Linked DNA regions of Pan troglodytes: region 1 is linked to region 2. A link is a contact called in public HiChIP or PLAC-seq data. All regions are on one chromosome and are shown on one strand. The core of a region is the stretch at or near the end of the contact, and the rest is flanking DNA. Distances in the headings are between cores, read along the strand shown. Region 1 holds the start of FCGBP (Fc gamma binding protein). Region 2 holds the start of DYRK1B (dual specificity tyrosine phosphorylation regulated kinase 1B).

Evidence for each region. HiChIP or PLAC-seq counts read pairs in DNA pulled down with a chosen protein or histone mark.
Region 1: an H3K4me3 HiChIP or PLAC-seq map of stem cell-derived excitatory neurons shows a contact between it and region 2, with 2.2 times the contacts expected there. The contact joins the promoter of FCGBP here to the promoter of DYRK1B in region 2. A contact is called at or near these places in 1 of 7 Hi-C or Micro-C datasets (stem cell-derived neural progenitor cells) and 1 of 1 datasets of contacts at active chromatin or transcription factors (stem cell-derived excitatory neurons).

What each region holds. Positions count from the first base shown.
Region 1 is chr20:43,054,324-43,060,418 of NHGRI_mPanTro3-v2.0_pri, forward strand. It overlaps FCGBP (Fc gamma binding protein), which reads right to left and starts at 3,865. Exons shown (of 40, transcript XM_063801672.1): 1 at 3,786-3,865. It overlaps PSMC4 (proteasome 26S subunit, ATPase 4), which reads left to right and starts at 3,217. Exons shown (of 11, transcript XM_001141307.6): 1 at 3,217-4,144; 2 at 5,052-5,150; 3 at 5,275-5,461. The coding sequence starts at 4,109.
Region 2 is chr20:42,905,015-42,910,899 of NHGRI_mPanTro3-v2.0_pri, forward strand. DYRK1B (dual specificity tyrosine phosphorylation regulated kinase 1B) reads right to left here and starts at 1,414. Exons shown (of 11, transcript XM_054674079.2): 1 at 1,387-1,414. FBL (fibrillarin) reads right to left here. Exons shown (of 9, transcript XM_016935931.2): 6 at 4,865-4,997; 7 at 3,709-3,821; 8 at 1,819-1,964; 9 at 1,609-1,713. The coding sequence ends at 1,689.

The sequences.
Region 1 (6,095 bases), core at 2,615-5,114, 150 kb after region 2:
GTTGCCCAGGGTGGTCTTGAGCTCCTGGGCTCAAGCAACCCTCCTGCCTGCACCTCCCAAAGTGCTGAGATTATAGGAGCAGGAATGAGCACTTGGCCTGATTTTTGTTTTAGTTCACAATAGTCAGTGTTCAGGAAATGGTTATTTATGATTATTATCCATAAAAATTCCAAAGGGATACACTGATTTGTCATTACCAAAGGGGCCAGAGAGAACCTGGCAATTATTTGGGCTTAGGGGAATAAAGGCAAAGCTCTCAGATGAGTTTCAGTCTGAAGCCTGGAAACAGGAAGGATGGGAGGCCAGGGGCAAGATGATGGATTCCATTTTAAGTAATAGATTCTAAGTCTCAAGTAAAAATCGAGGTTGCCTTTTGGGTGTAAAGTAGAAACCTGGGATACAGAATTAAGAGTTGCCCAAGTTAGGCACGGTGGCTCACGCCTGTAATCCCATCACTTTTCGAGGCTTGGGAGGGTAGATCACTTGAGATTAGGAGTTTGAGACTAGCCTGGCCAGCATGGCCAAACTCCGTCTCTACTAAAAATACAAAAAATTACCCAGGTGTGGTGGCCCACGCCTATAGTCCCAGCTGCTCCAGAGGCTGAGGCATGAGAATCACTTGAACCTGGGAGGCAGAGTTGCAGTGAGCCAAGATTGTGCCACTGCACTCCAGCCTGGGCGCCAGAGCAAGGCTCTGTCTCAAAACAAAAACAAAAACAAAAACAAAAACTTACAGAATTAAGAGTTGCTCATGCAGAGGAAAACAAAAAGATTTATTGTCATTGTCATTTTCCCTTTTTTTGTGGAAACACAGACACTAGGACCTTAAGAAAGGCAGGAGCCAGATCTAATGAATCTCTGGGTTCTCCCAGCAGAGTGATGCTCCCTACTCAGTGGTCTCCACTGAGCAGGAGCCACCAATTCTCTCTGTAACTTAATGGAAGTGGCTTTCCCCTGTCTGCACCTCAGTTTCATTTGTAAAATGAGGAAAAGCAAACCTACCTCTGAGGGCTGTTATGAGATCATGGTTTGGAATTTTCCTGGCCAAAAGTAAATGCACAAGTGGTGTCTCGTGTGACAACCCATGATCCATCCACCAAACAGAAAACAATGTCCAAACACACAAAATATCAAAAGTATACATACAAATGGTGGGAGTGTAAATTAATACAGTCTGACAGTGTCTACTAAAGCTAAATACATACCTGCCCTACGACCAGCAATTCCACACTTGGGTCTATTTTGTTTTTGTTTTTCTTTGGGAGGGGGATCTATTTTCAGAAGAAATGAATACATAAGTTTGCCCAAAGAAATATTCATACTAGAATACTAGAATATTCATAGTGAATATTCATAGTGAGAGACTAGAATATTCATAGTGAGAGACAGGACTAGCTGGATTTCCTAGGCCGACTAAGAATCTCTAAGCCAACTGGGAAGGTGACCGCATCCACCTTTAAACAAGGGGCTTGCCACTTAGGTCACACCCAACCAATCAGGTAGTAAAGAGAGCTCACTAAAATGCGAATTAGGCAAAAACAGAAGGTAAAGAAATAGCCAATCATCTAACGCCTGAGAGCACAGAGAGAGGGACAATGATCGGCGGGATATAACCCAGGCACTGGAGCCCGCAACGGCAATCCCCTTTGGGTCTCCTCCCATTTTATGGGAGTCTGTTTTCACTCTATTAAACCTTGCAACTGTACACTCTTCTGGTCTGTGTTTGTTATGGCTTGAGCTGAGCTTTCGCTCACTGTCCACCGCTGCTGTCTGCTGCCATGGCAGCTGTGGCAGACCTGCCGCTGACTTCCACCCCTCCGGATCCGGGTGTCCACTGCACTTCTGATCCAGCGAGGCGGCACCCATTGCCGCTCCCAATTGGGCTAGAGGCTCGCCATTGTTCTTGCGCGGGCTAAGTGCCCGGGGTTCCTCCTAATCGAGCTGAATAGAGCTATAACACTCACCGCATGGCCCAAGATTCCATTCCTTGGAATCCGTGAGGCCAAGAACCCCAGGTCAGAGAACAAGAGACTTACTGCCATCTTGGAAGCGGCCCACCACCATCTTGGGAGCTCTAAGAACAAGGACCCCCAGTAACAATAGCACCATAACACCCCTAAACTGGAAAATATCCAGTCTGAGGTATAGGGCATAGTCATAAAATGGAAACCATCCAGAATGAAAATGAAAGAACTATTTCTACACACAGTATGCATGAATCTCACAAAAACAACATTAACTAAAAGAAGCCAAACACAGTACACAGAGTACTGGGCTAGAGAGAAGGAGAATTCAAAACAAACAAAAGTAACCCAGCTGTTACAAGTCGGGGCGAGTCCAACCAGGCACAGTGGCTCATGTCTGTAATCCCAGCACTTTGGAAGGCTGAAGTGGGAGGATCATCTGAGTCCAGGAGTTCGTGACCAGCCTGGGCAACACAGCAAAACCCTATCTCTACAAAAAACATTTTAAAATTAGCAAGGCGTGGTGGCACACGCCTGTAGTTCCAGATGCTTGGGAAGCTGAGGTATAGGATTGCTTGAGTCTGGGAGGTTGAACCTGGAGTGAGTAGTGATCTCACCACTGCACTCCAGCCTGGGCAACAGAGCAAGAACCTCTTTCAAAAGATATATTTTTAAAGGCTACATGGGGTGGGTCATGCCTGTAATCCCAGTGCTTTCAGAGGCTGAGGAGAGAGGATAGCTTGAGGCCAGCAGTTGGAGACTCTAGTGAGCTATGATCGTGCCACTGCACTCCAGCCTGGGCGACAGAGACTCTATCTCTTAAAAAAAAAAAGAAAAAAGACAGATGAATGATAACCTTTAGAAGGGATCGGGAGGCCGGAAGTGGTGGCTCACGCCTATAATCCCAGCACTTTGGGAGGCCAAGGCAGGCAGATCACTTGAGGTCAGGAGTTTGTGACCGGCCTGGCCAACATGGTGAAACCCTGTCTCTACTAAAAATACAAATATTAGCCTGGGCAACAGAGTGAGACTCCGTCTCGGGGCGGGGAGTGGAGGGGGGAGAAGAAGGGATGGGGGAAAGGGGAGCACATGAGGCTTCTACTGTTTGGTTTTGCGATCTGGATTCAGGTTGTATGGGCATGTTCACTTTGTGTAATTTTGTCGAGCTGTAATGATTTGTGCTCTTCTCTTTATTTAACTTCAATAAAAGGTTTACTTAACAAAAATTGTAGCTGGTGTGAAGGGTAGCAGTGTATCCCTGGGGCCAAGAGTACAGGCTTTGGGGACAGACAGACCTGGGTCCCAATCTATGCTTTGTCCCTTCGGCACATTGTTGACTGTGGCCGGTGGCTTCGTGGCTCTGAGCTTGTCTCCTTCTCTATAAATGAGGAAACATAATACCTGCGACGATGACGTCTGTAAAGCTTAAGCACAGGACCTGGCATAGATCTGCAAGGCGGAAACCTGGGATACAGAACTAAGGTCTATGGATCTCCTGTGCAACCCAACTTCTGGGCACTCGCTGCCTCCTTTTCCCCAGCCCAGACGCGTGGGTTCTACTCGATTGGTTGCTCACTGCGGGCTCGGGGCTCCTCAATCCCGGGGTAAAGCCCAGTATGAAATGTCACCTTCAGGGGCAGCTCGGATCTTCCCACGCCCGCGCGGCGCACAATCTTGGGATCAGCGCCACGTGGAGACCTTACCCGCCCGTACGATCAATCCCTTCTGTGGAACCCAGCTCAAGGACCCTCCAGCCCAGACACTAGAAAGCGAAGAGCAGTTGGCCGCCAGACTGTCCGTGCCAGAGCTCTGCGAACTTACTCCGTTGAAAGAGCAACGGGGCTGCGCCACCTCCCGGAGAGAACCCCCAGCCCTCCACGGCAGGGCGAGATGGCGCCATCGCGTGATACTGCGCACGCGCACAGCTCCCGTCCCGCCCTCGCGCCTGCGGGTACGGACAGCGCATGAGCTTATGTTGAGGGCGGAGCCCAGACCAGCCCTTCGTCCTATCCTGCCCTTCCAGCACCTCTCAGCGGTAACTTAAACTACACTTCCCAGAAGCCTCCTCAGCCAGGGACTTCCGTTGTCGTCAGCGGAAGCGGTGACAGATCATCCCAGGCCACACAGAGGCCGGCTTGGTCACTATGGAGGAGATAGGCATCTTGGTGGAGAAGGCTCAGGTACAGTGGGGACTTGGGCTTTTTAGTCCGGGCCGGGCTCGCGGGGAGAGGGTGAAGCCAGACCTGAGTGGGGGGAGGAATGGCTTCCAGGACCCCGGCCCAGGTTGGGGTTATTTCAGAGGCCTCGGTGGAGAGCTTTGTGCCATTCGAAGGCCTGTCTGGGTGGCCGAGTGATGGTAGGAGGTAAGGCTCAGAAAGCGGGGCTGGGGGAGTGAGTGACGTTAGTGGGTCTTTGAGACGGATTGATTTCGAACCCTGGCCGGTAGTGCTTAGTGAGGTCGGTGGCCCGGCGTTGGGATTGGGTCAGGCGGTGAGTGATGTATGGGATCCCGCCGTGCGGCCGAGTGATCCCCGGGTCTAGGCTGCGGGGCTGACTGATGTTCAGGGCTTTGCTGATGGGGGTAATGGGGCGGGTAGTTAAGTATTATCTGTGGCTTGGCTGAGTGATATTTAGGTCTAATGTGAGTTAGGAGACTGTGACATAAGGGATCTTTGAGGGGAAACTGGGGAATGTTGGGACTCGTTGAAGGCGCAGTCACTTTAACAGCCTATCTAGGAGAGCCATGTGACATTAGGAACCTCTTGAAGGGGATTGGGTGGCATTTGGGTCTGATAAGGAGTTGATGTGACGTTTAGATCCTAGTTGGGGGTTGTGTGACACTGGGGACATGTTATGAGTGGTATATGATAACATAAGATCTGTTTGAGGGGCAAGTTGACATAAAGAGCTTGTTTAGGTGGCCAAAAGGTTTCCAGGATCTATTTAGAGGGTCTTAAGATATCAGGGGTCTGTTAGGAGCTAAGTGACATCAGGGTGAAGTGGGGAGGGGAACAAACATTAGTGAAGTTGAGAAGCTTTCATGAGAGGACTGTCTTCTTCCAATGTGAGTTATCCCCTTTGGTCTAGGATGAGATCCCAGCACTGTCCGTGTCCCGGCCCCAGACCGGCCTGTCCTTCCTGGGCCCTGAGCCTGAGGACCTGGAGGACCTGTACAGCCGCTACAAGGTACATTCAACCCCCAACCCAGACCTTGCACAGGACCTGGCATCTCATACTCTTCCCCACTTTCCACCACTCTCTGGATCAGCAAGTCTGGAGCCATCCCCTTCTGTCCCCTCTCTGCTCGCAGAAGCTGCAGCAAGAGCTGGAGTTCCTGGAGGTGCAGGAGGAATACATCAAAGATGAGCAAAAGAACCTGAAAAAGGAATTTCTCCATGCCCAGGAGGAGGTGAAGCGAATCCAAAGCATCCCGCTGGTCATCGGACAATTTCTGGAGGCTGTGGATCAGAATACAGCCATCGTGGGCTCTACCACAGGTGTGCTAAGGACACCTCATTCATTCATCTGTCCACTTAACAACTATTTCCTACCATGTGCTAGGCAGCAGCAAACAAGGCAGGGCAGTGCAGTGCAATGTTCTTCAGAGTATTTTGACTGATCGAAAGGTAGAAATACATACATATATATATATATACACGTATATATGTATATCTATGTTTTTTTTGTTTGTTTGTTTTTTGTTTTGAGGCAGAGTTTTGCTCTTGTCCAGGCTGGAGTGCAATGGCATGATCTCGGCTCACTGCAACCTCCACCTCCCAGGTTCACACGATTCTCCTGTCTCAGCCTCCCAAGTAGCTGGGATTACAGGCATGGACCACCAAGTCTGGCTAATTTTTGTATTATTAGTAGAGACAGGGTTTCACCATGTTGGCCAGCCTGGTCTTGAACTCCTGACCTCAGGCGATCCACCTGCCTCACCCTCCGAAAGTGTTGGGATTACAGGCGTGAGCCCCACTGCACCTGGCCAGAAATGTATTTTACATTGTGATTATCTGTATCTGTCTCTTACTTTTTAGATAGATGTATAAAACATAAGTTTCACCATGAAATATTTAGCCTTACTAGGTGTGGTATATGCTGATGTTTTCTATCCTATTCTAGTCTGTTTTG
Region 2 (5,885 bases), core at 164-2,663:
TCCTGATGGGAGAAGGAGGAGGTGTCTCTTCCCACAGTTTAGAGTGATCATCCTTTTCTCCCCTACACTGCTTCCTTGCCCCCCTACACACACACACACACCCTAATATTCCTACCACAGACCTTTCTCCAGGCACCCCTCTTTATACCAGGGTCATTCCACAACTGTGTCCACTCCTAGAGGGCCTCAAAGTCAAATCCCCAAGTTATCACATAGGGTTCTCTCTTCCCAGAGTTGTCAGCTACAGCAAAAATCTTCTCCCCATGGGCCACTCTCTCCCCCATGTCAAATCCCTTTCTCCTATTCCATGCCTTGCCACTCCACGACTCCTCCACCCTTGGAGCTTCCCCCCAAAACCACCTCTTCTCCGGGGCCCTCCCACACCAGGATCATCTCTCCCAGCCCCCACCCCCTACCCGGGTCAGGGCTGGCGCGGGGCCCACGGGGGGCTGGGGCGCGGTGGGGCCCCCAGTGGGGTGGGCGAGCGGCCAGCATGGCGGCGGTGGCGGCGCTGAAAAGGCGACCGCCTGTCTCTGGCCCGGCCGGCCCCGCGGCGGGGAGGGCAAGCGGGACAGGAGGCCCGGTGGGTGACAACAGCAGCCGCCACTGCCACCGGGGGCGGGGAGAGGAGGGGACAAGGGTCAGCCCAGGGCACGCGGGGGAAGAGTAGAGCAGGTGGACGGGGGAGGGGCGACACGCCCCACCCTGAGTGGCCACCAGCCCCTAGGGACCCGACGTCCCGCCCCCCACCCAGGAGGCCCTCCTGGGCCTGCTGAGACCGGAAGGCGGGGCCCGACTGAGCTTGGCAATCGGCACCTGCCATGGCAACAACTGTACCATTGGTCGCTGGTGCCAAGAGCTCAGCCAATCACAGCCTAGGGCAGCTGTTGCTAGGCGACGAAGAAGCGGCCCGCGGAGCTGAGCCCAAACAAAGGGCGGGAGTGGGGCCCGGCTACCCCCTCCCAGCCTCCCTCCTGCAACTGCTCCCTCGGGCTTGGCCGGTTCCAGGAATTCAACTATGAATAGCCAGGCAGGGCCCGCACCTGCCTGCCACCCCCCTCCTCTCCTCCCTTGGCCTCGTGCTAAGTCTCACGGCGACGGGAGCAGGGCGGATCCCGTCCTGCCCACCTCCCTGCGACCGCTTGCCGCCCCACCCGTCCCCGCGCCGTTACCTGAAGGAGCGGGCAAGGGGACTCAAACTGCTCGGGGAGCCCGAGCTCAGACCTGCCCACTGGCTGAGGGTATCCGGCGGACGCGGCAAGCCAGGGCCCCGATTACCCAGTAATGCAACCAGCAAAATGGCGACCACAACAAACCGGCCCCCCCACGCCCTGGACTCCGCCCCCATCCCTCCCTCTCCGCTCCCCTCACGTGACCCACACTGACACTCCGCCTGCGCGAGATGGCCGCTTACCTGCACGCATGCGCAGCGAGCTACCAATCCCACCCAAGAACCGAAATACCGGCTGCCGCTGCGCAAAAGGCAGCTAGAAACGGAGCATGCGCTCTGTGACCGAGTGAGAATTTACCCAACCCCGCAAAATTGACCAAGGGTGCGTGCTCCCTGTGTCAGCAGGTCAAGGGGAGGAATGAGCAGCAGACATGGGAGACGGATGAGTCTTTTAATAGAAAAACACACGTGCAACAGTATCAACACACATCTCTCGCAATCCTGACAGCGCTGAACTTCAGTTCTTCACCTTGGGGGGTGGCCTGTGAGAGGAAGATAGGTGATGAAGGAGGGTCCCCAGGATCATGGCACTCGGGGTGCAAGGGACAGAGATGTCTGTCTTGGTGTATTGCTGGGCCCCTGCTCACCTGTACACTCCCACGACCACGGCATGGTCTCTTTCGTATGGCTCAAGGGTCAACTGCTCCTGCGGCTTCATGTTCTCCTGTTGCATCTTTTTCACTTCGGAGGCAAACACGGCCTCGGCTGAGGCTGTGGAGTCAATGCAGTTGGCCTAAAGAGGAGAAAGGACTAATGTCTACAACAGGGCTTTGGGCTGTTTTTCTATTGTGTGCTCTTTAAACCAGATGTTTTCATTATTAATTCAAGTAAAACTCAGTGCTATGGTTCTAGTGTGTCCCCCAAAGTTCATGTGTTGGAAACTTAACCCTTAAATGCAAGAGTTGAGAGGTGGGACCTTTGAGAGATGATTCAGGTCATGAGGGCTCTGCCTTCCTGAATAGAGTAATGCTATTATCACAAGAGTGAGTTGCTGATTAAAAGGATGATTATGCCCCCTTTCTATCTTGCTCTCAACCTTCTGCCAATGGATGACAGCAAGAAGGCCCTCGCCAGATTCAGACCTCCAATCTTGGACTTTCCAGCCTTTGGAACTGGGAGCCAAATAAATTTCCATTCATTATAAATTACCCAGTCTAAGGCTGGGCGTGGTGGCTCATGCCTGTAATCCCAGCACTTTGGGAGGCCAAGGTGGGTCAATCACGAAATCAGGAGATTGAGACCATCCTGGTCAACACGGTGAAACCCTATCTCTACTAAAAATACAAAAATTGGTCGGGTGTGGTGGCGCACACCTGTAGTCCCAGCTACTCGGGAAGCTGACGCAGGAGAATCGCTTGAACCCGGGAAGTGGAGGTTGCAGTGAGCCGAGATCGTACCACTGCACTCCAACCTGGTGACAGAGTAAGACTCCATCTCAAAAAATAAAAATAAAAATAAAAATAAATAAATTACCCAGTCTATAGCATTCTGTGATAGCTGCATAAAATGGGCTAAGACACTCGGGTTTAGGAAATGTGATAAAAGGCTTAATGAAAGTTTTTGGCTGGGTGCAGTGGCTCGTGCCTGTAATCCTAGCACTTTGGGAGGCTGAGACAGGCAGATTGCCTGAGCTCAGGAGCTCCAGAGCAGCCTGAGCAACATGGCAAAACCCCGGCCGCACTAAAAATATAAAAGTTAGCCAGGTGTGGTGGCACACGCCTGTAGTCCCAGCTACTTAGGAGGCTGAGGCAGAAGAATTGCTTGAACCTGGGAGGCAGAGGTTGCAGTGAGCTGAGATTGCACCACTTCACGCCAGCCTTGGTGACAGAGCGAGACTCTGTCTCAAATTAAAAAAAAAAAAAAAGTTTTTAGTTTTGTTTTGGATTTGAAGCAGGAAGCCTTAAACAGTCCTATTTATCTAAAAGCCAGTGCTTAAATTTTATACCCAGGAATTGTTTGGCTTATTTCTACTCCCTCTTCTTTAATAATAGTAATAATGCAGTTGAGAATAATAAAACAAATGTAGCAAAAGGCTAACAAATGGTGAACCTTGTGAAGGGTGCATGGGAGAGTTCTCCATTATTTCCAAATAAAAATGTTGTGAAAGATGCACCTAGCTTTTATCTAGTATCTATTCTATGCCAGGATCTTTTCTAAACACTTCATATTATATTGACTAATTTGATCCTGTCATCTACCCTGAAAAAGACTAGACTAATATTTCTATTTCATAAGTGAGGAAACTGAGGCATATAGGTTAAGTAACTTGCTCAGTCACACAGCAGGCTGGGATTAAACTCAGATGGTCAGACTCAATTTTGCACTTGACCGCTGCACTCTCCTGCCTCTTTAAATCCAAAGCTATAGTTTTGCAGACTTGGCCCCTCTGTTTTGGGTGGCTATTTGACAGATACAGATAGAGAAGATACCTCCCTAGAACACTGCCACCCCATCTTAGACTCTTCCAAACCCCGCACCTTAATGGAAATCACAAAGTGTCCTCCATTACGCAGGAAGGTGTGGGCATTCAGGGCCACAATCCGGGTCTGGTCTGGCTGGGCCACATCAGCAAAGATCACATCCACCATTGCTAAGGAGAAAGGAGCAGCAGTTAAAACTTGGAGTCACAGGGATCACCCCAGATCCTCCCATGGGGCCTATGCCCATCACCAGCAGGTTCCTGGGAGATTCTCCCTGCCTCCAGTTTCACTCCCCACCTCCACTGGTCCCCCTCCCTCCAGTGTCCCAAGATGAGTCCAAAACCCACAGTCACATCATTCATCCACTCTTTTTGTAAACCATGGTTGCCACCTACTCTGTGGCCAGCCCTGGGCCGGGCGTGGGGGACATAGAGACGAGTCAGACCCGGACCCTGCCCTCGAGACGCTCCCAGGTCTGGTGGGGAGATAGACACGTCATCAAAAAGACAAGTAAGAGTGAGTGAGCACTTATAGGCAAGAGTGTCCACAGGACTGTGAAATGAAAACAAGTTGCAGAACAAAGGGGATGGTATGAGTGCATGGGAAAAATAAAATACAGAAAGAAAAAGGAGCAGAATGAAAAATAATGTTTTTAAGCCAGTGTGACTTTTCAAAAAATGAAAAGGTGGTATAATGAAAACTGATTATTTAAAACCTGGGAAAAGCAGACATCAAATTGTTCTCATCAGTTACTTCTGGCGGTGGTTTATAAGGCTTTTCAACTTTTATATTATATCTTTGAATGTTTTTTTAAACAAAGTAATTAATATTCACAGTGGGCCCCTCCAGATCAAGCCATGCTTAGTTTTCTGGGATATGCTCTCACCAGACAATGATTAGGACCCCCAAAAGGAGGCTTTTTATGGAGGGGTAGTGTAATAAATACAAGAGGCAGGAAGTACAAGAGACCTAGGAGATGGGGAGGAGACTGAAGGAGAAGAGGTTGGCCCTCCAAGGGTGGCTTCCAAGACTCTGAAGCCAAGCTGCCACCTCCACAACCTCACCTAACTCCCCTTACCCCTTTCTATTCCTGCAGACTCAAGAGGTCTGCTCATCCACTCCAACTCCATCCGAATCAGAGATCCACTGGCTTCTTCCAGGAAGCCTGCAGTGGCCTGTCCTACCCCACCGGGGCCACCCCCAGACCCCTCACCGATGAGCATGCGGTATTTGTGTGGGTGTCGAGCATCCTCGATCACAGGAATGATGTTGGTCCTCTTCTTGGCCAAGTTAATGAGGTCACGGCCAGAGCGGTGGGAGAACTCGACTGCATAGACTAGACCATCCTAAAATAAATTAAAAATTAATGAACAGTGATGCTAGTTCTCATGCATGGAGTGCCTACTTTAGGCCCATACACTATACACAGCATCTCTTCCAACCCCCAAATCAAAACCCTACCATCTAATGACTATTGTTATCATGTCCATTTTTCACATGAATAAACTGAGGTCCAGACATAAAGTCACTGGCCAAGAGTTATTCAGCAAGTAGCAAAAGTACCCAATCCCATCTGCCTGAGAGCCCAGGTTCCCAACAGAGGCTTAAAACCAGGAAGCCAAGGCACAGAGATGATGTAACAATGGGCCAACCACTGCTCTAAGCACCTTTCAGAAATTAACTCATTTAATCTTCACAAGTCTATGTTCCAGACAGGTAAACTGAGGCTTGGATGGGTTAGGTAACTTGCCTGATTAAAGCCTGAGGTGTTTTTTTTTTTTTTTTTTTTTTTTTTGAGTCTCACTCTGTTGCCCAGGATGGAGTGCAGTTGTGCGATCTCAGCTTAGTGCAACGTCCGCCTCCTGGGTTCAAGCAATTCTCCTGTCTCAGCCTCCCGAGTAGGTGGGACTACAGGCACACGTCACCACACCCAGCTAATTTTTGTATTTTTAAGTAGAGATGGGGTTTTACCATATTGGTCAGGCTGGTCTCGAACTCCTGACCTCAGGTGATCCACCTGCCTCGGCCTCCCAAAGTGTTGAGATTAAAGGCATGAGCCACCTCGTCTGGCCAAAGCCTGAGGTTTTAAGGCACTACACTTAACAGCTTATAAACACATAAAGTAACAAAGGGTAACAGAGTGGGACACGTGGGTGCCAGGGGCCCTCTAAATGGGAAGCCTGTACAGGCTCAGAAACCATGAAGATCTCCTGGTTCTTTCTAAAGAAACCAGA